Regions from separate parts of the Sus scrofa genome. Here region 2 is linked to region 1. The links are chromatin contacts, called in public Hi-C maps. All regions are on one chromosome and are shown on one strand. Each heading gives the region's core, a stretch centred on a gene start, on an enhancer-like site or on the middle of the called end of the contact. The rest is flanking DNA. Distances are from core to core; before and after follow the strand shown.

Region 1 (2,700 bases), core at 106-2,605:
TTTCCTCAAAAGCAGGTGCCATAGTCTTGGCTTCTCTGTGTGTTGGGCAGGCAGCCCTTGATAGGTAGGTCCAGTTCAGGGCCTTTTGCTTGCTGTTCTCCAAGGCCTTGCTTATTGTTTTGTTTTGCATATTGTTATCTTTTTCTTAAAGAGAGCTCCAAATTGCAGCACTCAGACCCCTCCAAACCTGGGTCCGCTCCTGCACACACCCCTTGGCGCTTTCCTGCAGCCAAACAAACAGCACACTAAAACTGTAGCAAATCCGTGCCCAGGCTCACAGCAGGACCCCACTGAAAATGCTCTCCCGTTTCCCATGGGGAAAGCTTAAGGACTTAAATATGTGAAAGAAGGCATTTAGCCTAAGCCATTTAATCTTTAAAAACTCAAAAATGTCACCCACAAATCTTTTCCAAATGATTATTTTGAACGCTGACTTATATTATCTGACTTCAAGCGCCTCTTCTATAGGGATTTGCTTAAATACGTTAAAAGAGGACTGTGGAGTATGGCTGTGGATATGTCCCTTGTTTTGGGACTGTTTCATATTAATAATGAACCTACTCTGTCTGCATCCCCTCCCCCAGTTCACCCTGTGGCGAGACGTGTATCAGTGAGCACATCGCTGGGACCAGGAACCTCAGGGTCTAATCCTGCTGCCACCCAGAACTTTGAAAACAGTTGCCCACATTCAAACTGATTTCTATTCAGAAGACCAAGCCCATCTGAGGGTGCTCAGGAACCAGGCTTTCTTCCACAGGATATGGTCTGTGTAAATGTCCTATTGTTTCATAACAGGACACGAAAATGGGTTCTAACCATGGAGCAGGCAAGGGTTCTACCCAGTGGAATCTGTAAGGCTCATGATATTAAATTTGCATGATTTTAACTTCTCAGAAGAAACTCAATGGCTGAGATTATCTGATTTAAAGAAAAGGCAGCCTTTCCCTCATCTTGCATGCTGCCAAAATTCCGAGGAGGACGGATGGATCAAACACCACAATCCCCATATGGGAACTTCGAGGATATTTTCAGGGTTATTGTGAAGACGACCCATGAAGAAAATGTCCTTACGCCTCTGCCTTTCTGCCTTTTGCTTCTAATTTTATGTGCTCGGGTCTTGTTGGTTTTCCTCCTTTGTGTTCTCCCTCTCTGGCCTCGTCAGTTCTCTCCTCACTCCCTCTCACCCTGTCTTTCGTCAGCTTCCCTCCCACGCCTCCTTTCCCCCTCTTTCCTCTTCCTCCTCTCCTTTTCCTCCTGCCTCTCTCTTAACTTTGACCTTTTTATGCCACCAACCCGCCCTCTGGGCTGTTCACTTGAGGACTCTTCTTTTCAACCAGTAGGGGGAGACCTTACTGCTCACTTTTTTCTCTCAGAGCTTGGTAGCAGGGCTTCCATGCCAGCAAGAAATTCAAGAAGCCTTGGGGTGTATATTTCAATGTATCTAACCATTTATAGAATCTTAAGGAGAGGCAACCAAGCAGCTGGATATTAGACAGTGAAAATCCACCCCTTTGAAGAGGGAATTGAGAAACTCCTGTTTTCATGCCAAAACACTTCACAGGTTCATGTTTATCAAATATGAGGTTGAACCATAGGAAATGGCCCTTTTTTAGGCCAGAAATCATCCCAATGCTGACGACTGATAGAAAAGAACTGTGAGTGCTTGTAGGGATGTCAATGGACAGGTCCTTCTGCTGGCAGCATAAAAGGAATCCTGTCTGGAGTGCTGGAGCTTTTGCTGCGGTTGCAGTAAGTCAGAGACAGCTGGCTGATTTACTGCCCAAATGAAGCACTGGCATTTAACTTGCAGAGAAGTTTATGGTGTCAGACGTTTGGATGTTACACACATTATCACTTAATGTTACAATTTAAAAATACCATAAGAGATAAGTTATTTTTGTTTCTACAGATTTTCAAAGAAAATTGCTCATGTTGGAATGTATTTTATTTTCTCTAGCTGACTTCTTATCTGAAATGAACCTAGTGTACAGATTAAATGCAGCTAAAACCAAAGCAAGGTGTTTTCTAGAGGGTCTTGTACACAAATAAGAATGAATGCAATGATTTACTCCTTTTGCCCCAGTTCTGTCAAAAGTGTTGGCACTGGGCATCAGTTATTTCTGTTTGGCTGTGAAGCTTGGTTCTGGGTTCTTACGAATGCTCATTTTCTATAATGAAAACACTATAAATTTCTAAAATCTACCTAAACTGTAGGTTAGGAGGAATGCTTCCTTTGTATTCTTTTGTTTTACATTATTGTTTATGTTTGTTCAAGTTATTTGTTCTATTATATTTGATTTTTTAGACTACGCAAAGCAATATCTGTGAAACTAATAAATAATGCGACTGCTAGGTTTAATCTTGTTTTGATATTGGATTAAGGGGATTTAAAATGAGGTTAAGTAAATATAGCAAATGTTTTTGGTTTTTTTTAAAATCCAGCAATTATGTACTATGTTACTATCTCTGTGTTCAGCATGTGATCCCAAAGGATCTTTGTAGCTATAAGTGCCAGATTTAAATAAACTATTACTCCAACGTCATACAGAACTTAAATTATCTGACAATCAAATGAGATATGTACACTAAAAACTGGACCATAACTGGATGTCATGACAGTGCATACACATATTGCCATGGAAAGAACGTCAACATAAGGTAATCATAAAACTAACAGCAGGGGAAAATAGGAATAATGAA
Region 2 (2,700 bases), core at 36-2,535, 260 kb after region 1:
AAACTGCATTCTAAATGTTGGACCCAATAAGAGCAACTGAAATTGATTCTGGAATGTGTTAAACTACTTTATTTAATACTATTAATACATAAGAAGATCTTTCATTAGTTGGCAGGGGGATAGTTGCTACTGGCCAATTTGATTTTCCTGAAAACGGTGAAGACTTGCATGCACCTTTTTCTGGATAAAAGCCCTAAAATCCCAAAGTATTGTTTCTAGAATCGGAAGTTAACATGCCGTGTCATACTTTTCCTGAACAGGCCTACGATCTCCTTTCACCTGCTCCCAAATATAGGGAGGGGAGGGGAAAGTGTTTGTTTGGAACATTTTTTTCTTTTTATTGAAACTTTTTAAAAAGTGAAGAGTCTAGAAACCTCATGGTAAATCAGAAATTGTTGACCAAGAGTGAACATCTTAAGAGAGGAAAAATGAAATTATCCTTCTAGGCCACCGCAGGTGGCCTACACTTTGAGACCTAAAATATCCAAGATGTCTCATTATTCAGCGAAGGTACGCACAGGATTTAGGGAACGGAGACTAGCGAGCTGCCCTACAGCTTGTGAGCAGGAAAGGAAGTCGAGTCTCTCATCCCTGACTTAGGAATCTGCCTCGTGCCGGCTTCCCACCGAAGGCTACACCTGGGCTGCCGCGCTAGTAGTCGCCAAACTCAGAGCCAGCGCCGAGAATCAGTCACCTGCGAGATGCCACTCAACCTCGGGGAGCCACAAGGCCAGCGCGCCTTCCAAGCGTCCCCTCTCCTCCATTCCCAGAGCCCGACCCAGAACTGCATTCTCTCTGGGGACCAAACAGCAAAGAGACCTTTGCAGAAGAGGGAGAGCGGTCTGTATTATATAACAATATACCATCGATAAGGCTCCTAGAAAACGAAAGTGGCCGGGAGAGGGGCAGGGGTCGGGGAGGCGAGGGGTGCGGGCGTCGGGGAGCGTTCGCCGCCACTTACTCGAAGGCGAAGAAGAGTCCGCTGGTGACCAGGATGAGGATGAGAGTCAGGTAGAAGACGCCCGTCTGCCGGGCCATCATGATCCTCCCGTTGCAGAAGAACTTGTTTCTTCCCGGGAAAACCTCCCATTTCCTCCGGGCCGCGATTTTCTTCTTCTTGTGGGGCGACTCCATGGGGGAGGAGCTGTGGGTGCTGATCTGACTGTACTCGCAGTCTTTCATGGGCCCGCCGCCGCCGGGAGGCATCCACGAGGGCAGCCGGCTGGGGGCGCACACCCCCAGCAGCCCCCCGGCCGCGCGGGCCCCGCCGAGCCACGACCGCCGCCGGCCGCCCGACCGCCCCCGAGCCTCGGCGCCGCGGCCCCTACGCGGGCTCCCGGCTCGGCGACAACTTTGCCGAGGACACCCAGGTTAACCCTTTGGGGAGCCCAGCTGTCATAGCCGGATCCCCTGCCTAGAGGGACGGTGCTCGCCCGCAGCCCGCGGCGGCGGTCCTCAGTCGCTTCCAGCCCGCGTGTCGGGGCTCCGGGGCCCCGCGGGGCGCGGGGGGCTGCCCGGCCGCCCCCCGGCTCGCCGCGCGCCCGCCGCCCCCTCGCGCAGCGGCTTGCTCGGCCCCGCCGCCCCCGGCCCGCCGGCCGCGCCTCGGCTCCGGCCCGCCGACCCCCGAGCGCTGCGCCCCGAGGGGACACGAGGCGGCGGCCCGGGCGCCGGCTTCCTGGGGAGCCACTTCTGCGCCTCGACCAGGTTTATTCTAATCCTTCCTCCCGGCGGCGGATCCTCCCCAGGAGAGAGCGATGGAAACTGGGAGGCAGCTGGCGGCCCCGGCAACCCCTCCCAGGGGTGGGGAAACCGAGCACGTTATTCTGTCAGGAGCGGGCTCGGCGACAGCCTGGGCGCTGCTCGCGCGGCGACCCCGCGCCGGCGCGCCTGGCAGCCGAGCCGAGTCCGCGGCCCCCGCGCGGGGCTGCGGGGGCCGCCCGGGCCGAGGGTCGCGGCGGCGGCTCGCGGGCTGCGCGGCCAGTGGCTCCCTCGTTCTCTCCTGCCCCATAGGAGCCAGGCCGGGCGCCAGGAGGGCCGCCGGGGGCGGCGGAGCGCGTCTCTGGGCCGCGGGGCGAGCGCCACAGACACTTGTTTGCAAGGCTGAAGCCGGCGCGCGCGCCGCGCTCTGAACGGGTCCGCCTCCTCCCGGCCGGGTGGGCGGCGGCCCGCGCCTGGCCTGCCGGGCTCCTCCTCCGGCTCCTCCTTCTCGTCCGCGAAGCCCGCACGGGCTCGGCCCGGCCCCCGCCCCTGTCCCCACCGGGAGGCCAGGCGCAGCCCCAGGGCGTGCGCTGGGCTCCCTCCGGCATCGCCCGAGGGCTGCTCCGGCCAGGGAACGGCTGCCCCGCCGCGCGCTCTCCCGCAGACTTCTGTTCGCTTCCCGGCTTCTCCTCCGGGTTTATTCCCGGCTGCCGCTGCCGCTGCCACCTCGGGGCACACATTCACACAGCAACACGCAAACCCATTCTTGCGACTCTTGGGGAGCTGAGTAACCGGCGCGGAGAGGTGACCCTCCTCGGCCCGCCCCGACTCTTCCTCTCCCTCCCGCAGCGGGGCGCGTGGCAGAGCTGCGGGGAGCTCTGCTGCCGCCCGGGGATGGGGGCGGGGGGGCGACGGAAGGATGGGGAGGGGCTGCACGAGGCGGGCCTGACTCTGAAATGAAGGTGACAGGCGGGGGTCTTCAGGCCCAGCCGGCTTCCTGGC

Evidence for each region. A called contact is a pair of places that touch in the nucleus more often than the background predicts.
Region 2: a contact with region 1 is called in a Hi-C map of skeletal muscle, with 4 times the contacts expected there. The contact joins the promoter of ZDHHC14 here to the enhancer-like site in region 1. A contact is called at or near these places in 2 of 47 Hi-C or Micro-C datasets (embryonic fibroblasts and skeletal muscle) and 2 of 2 datasets of contacts at active chromatin or transcription factors (alveolar macrophages and skeletal muscle).

The regions. Positions count from the first base shown.
Region 1 is chr1:9,356,301-9,359,000 of Sscrofa11.1, forward strand. All of the region lies in intron 8 of ZDHHC14 (probable palmitoyltransferase ZDHHC14), which reads right to left. Among named protein-coding and RNA genes, the nearest start is that of SNX9, 120 kb to the left of the region's middle. Within about 2 kb of position 1,356, at least 3 of the 83 cell types and tissues checked have an H3K27ac peak or open chromatin away from gene starts, as enhancers often do. A contact at or near this core is called in skeletal muscle, where this site is marked.
Region 2 is chr1:9,618,434-9,621,133 of Sscrofa11.1, forward strand. ZDHHC14 (probable palmitoyltransferase ZDHHC14) reads right to left here and starts at 1,286. Exons shown (of 9, transcript XM_021086485.1): 1 at 962-1,286. The coding sequence starts at 1,206.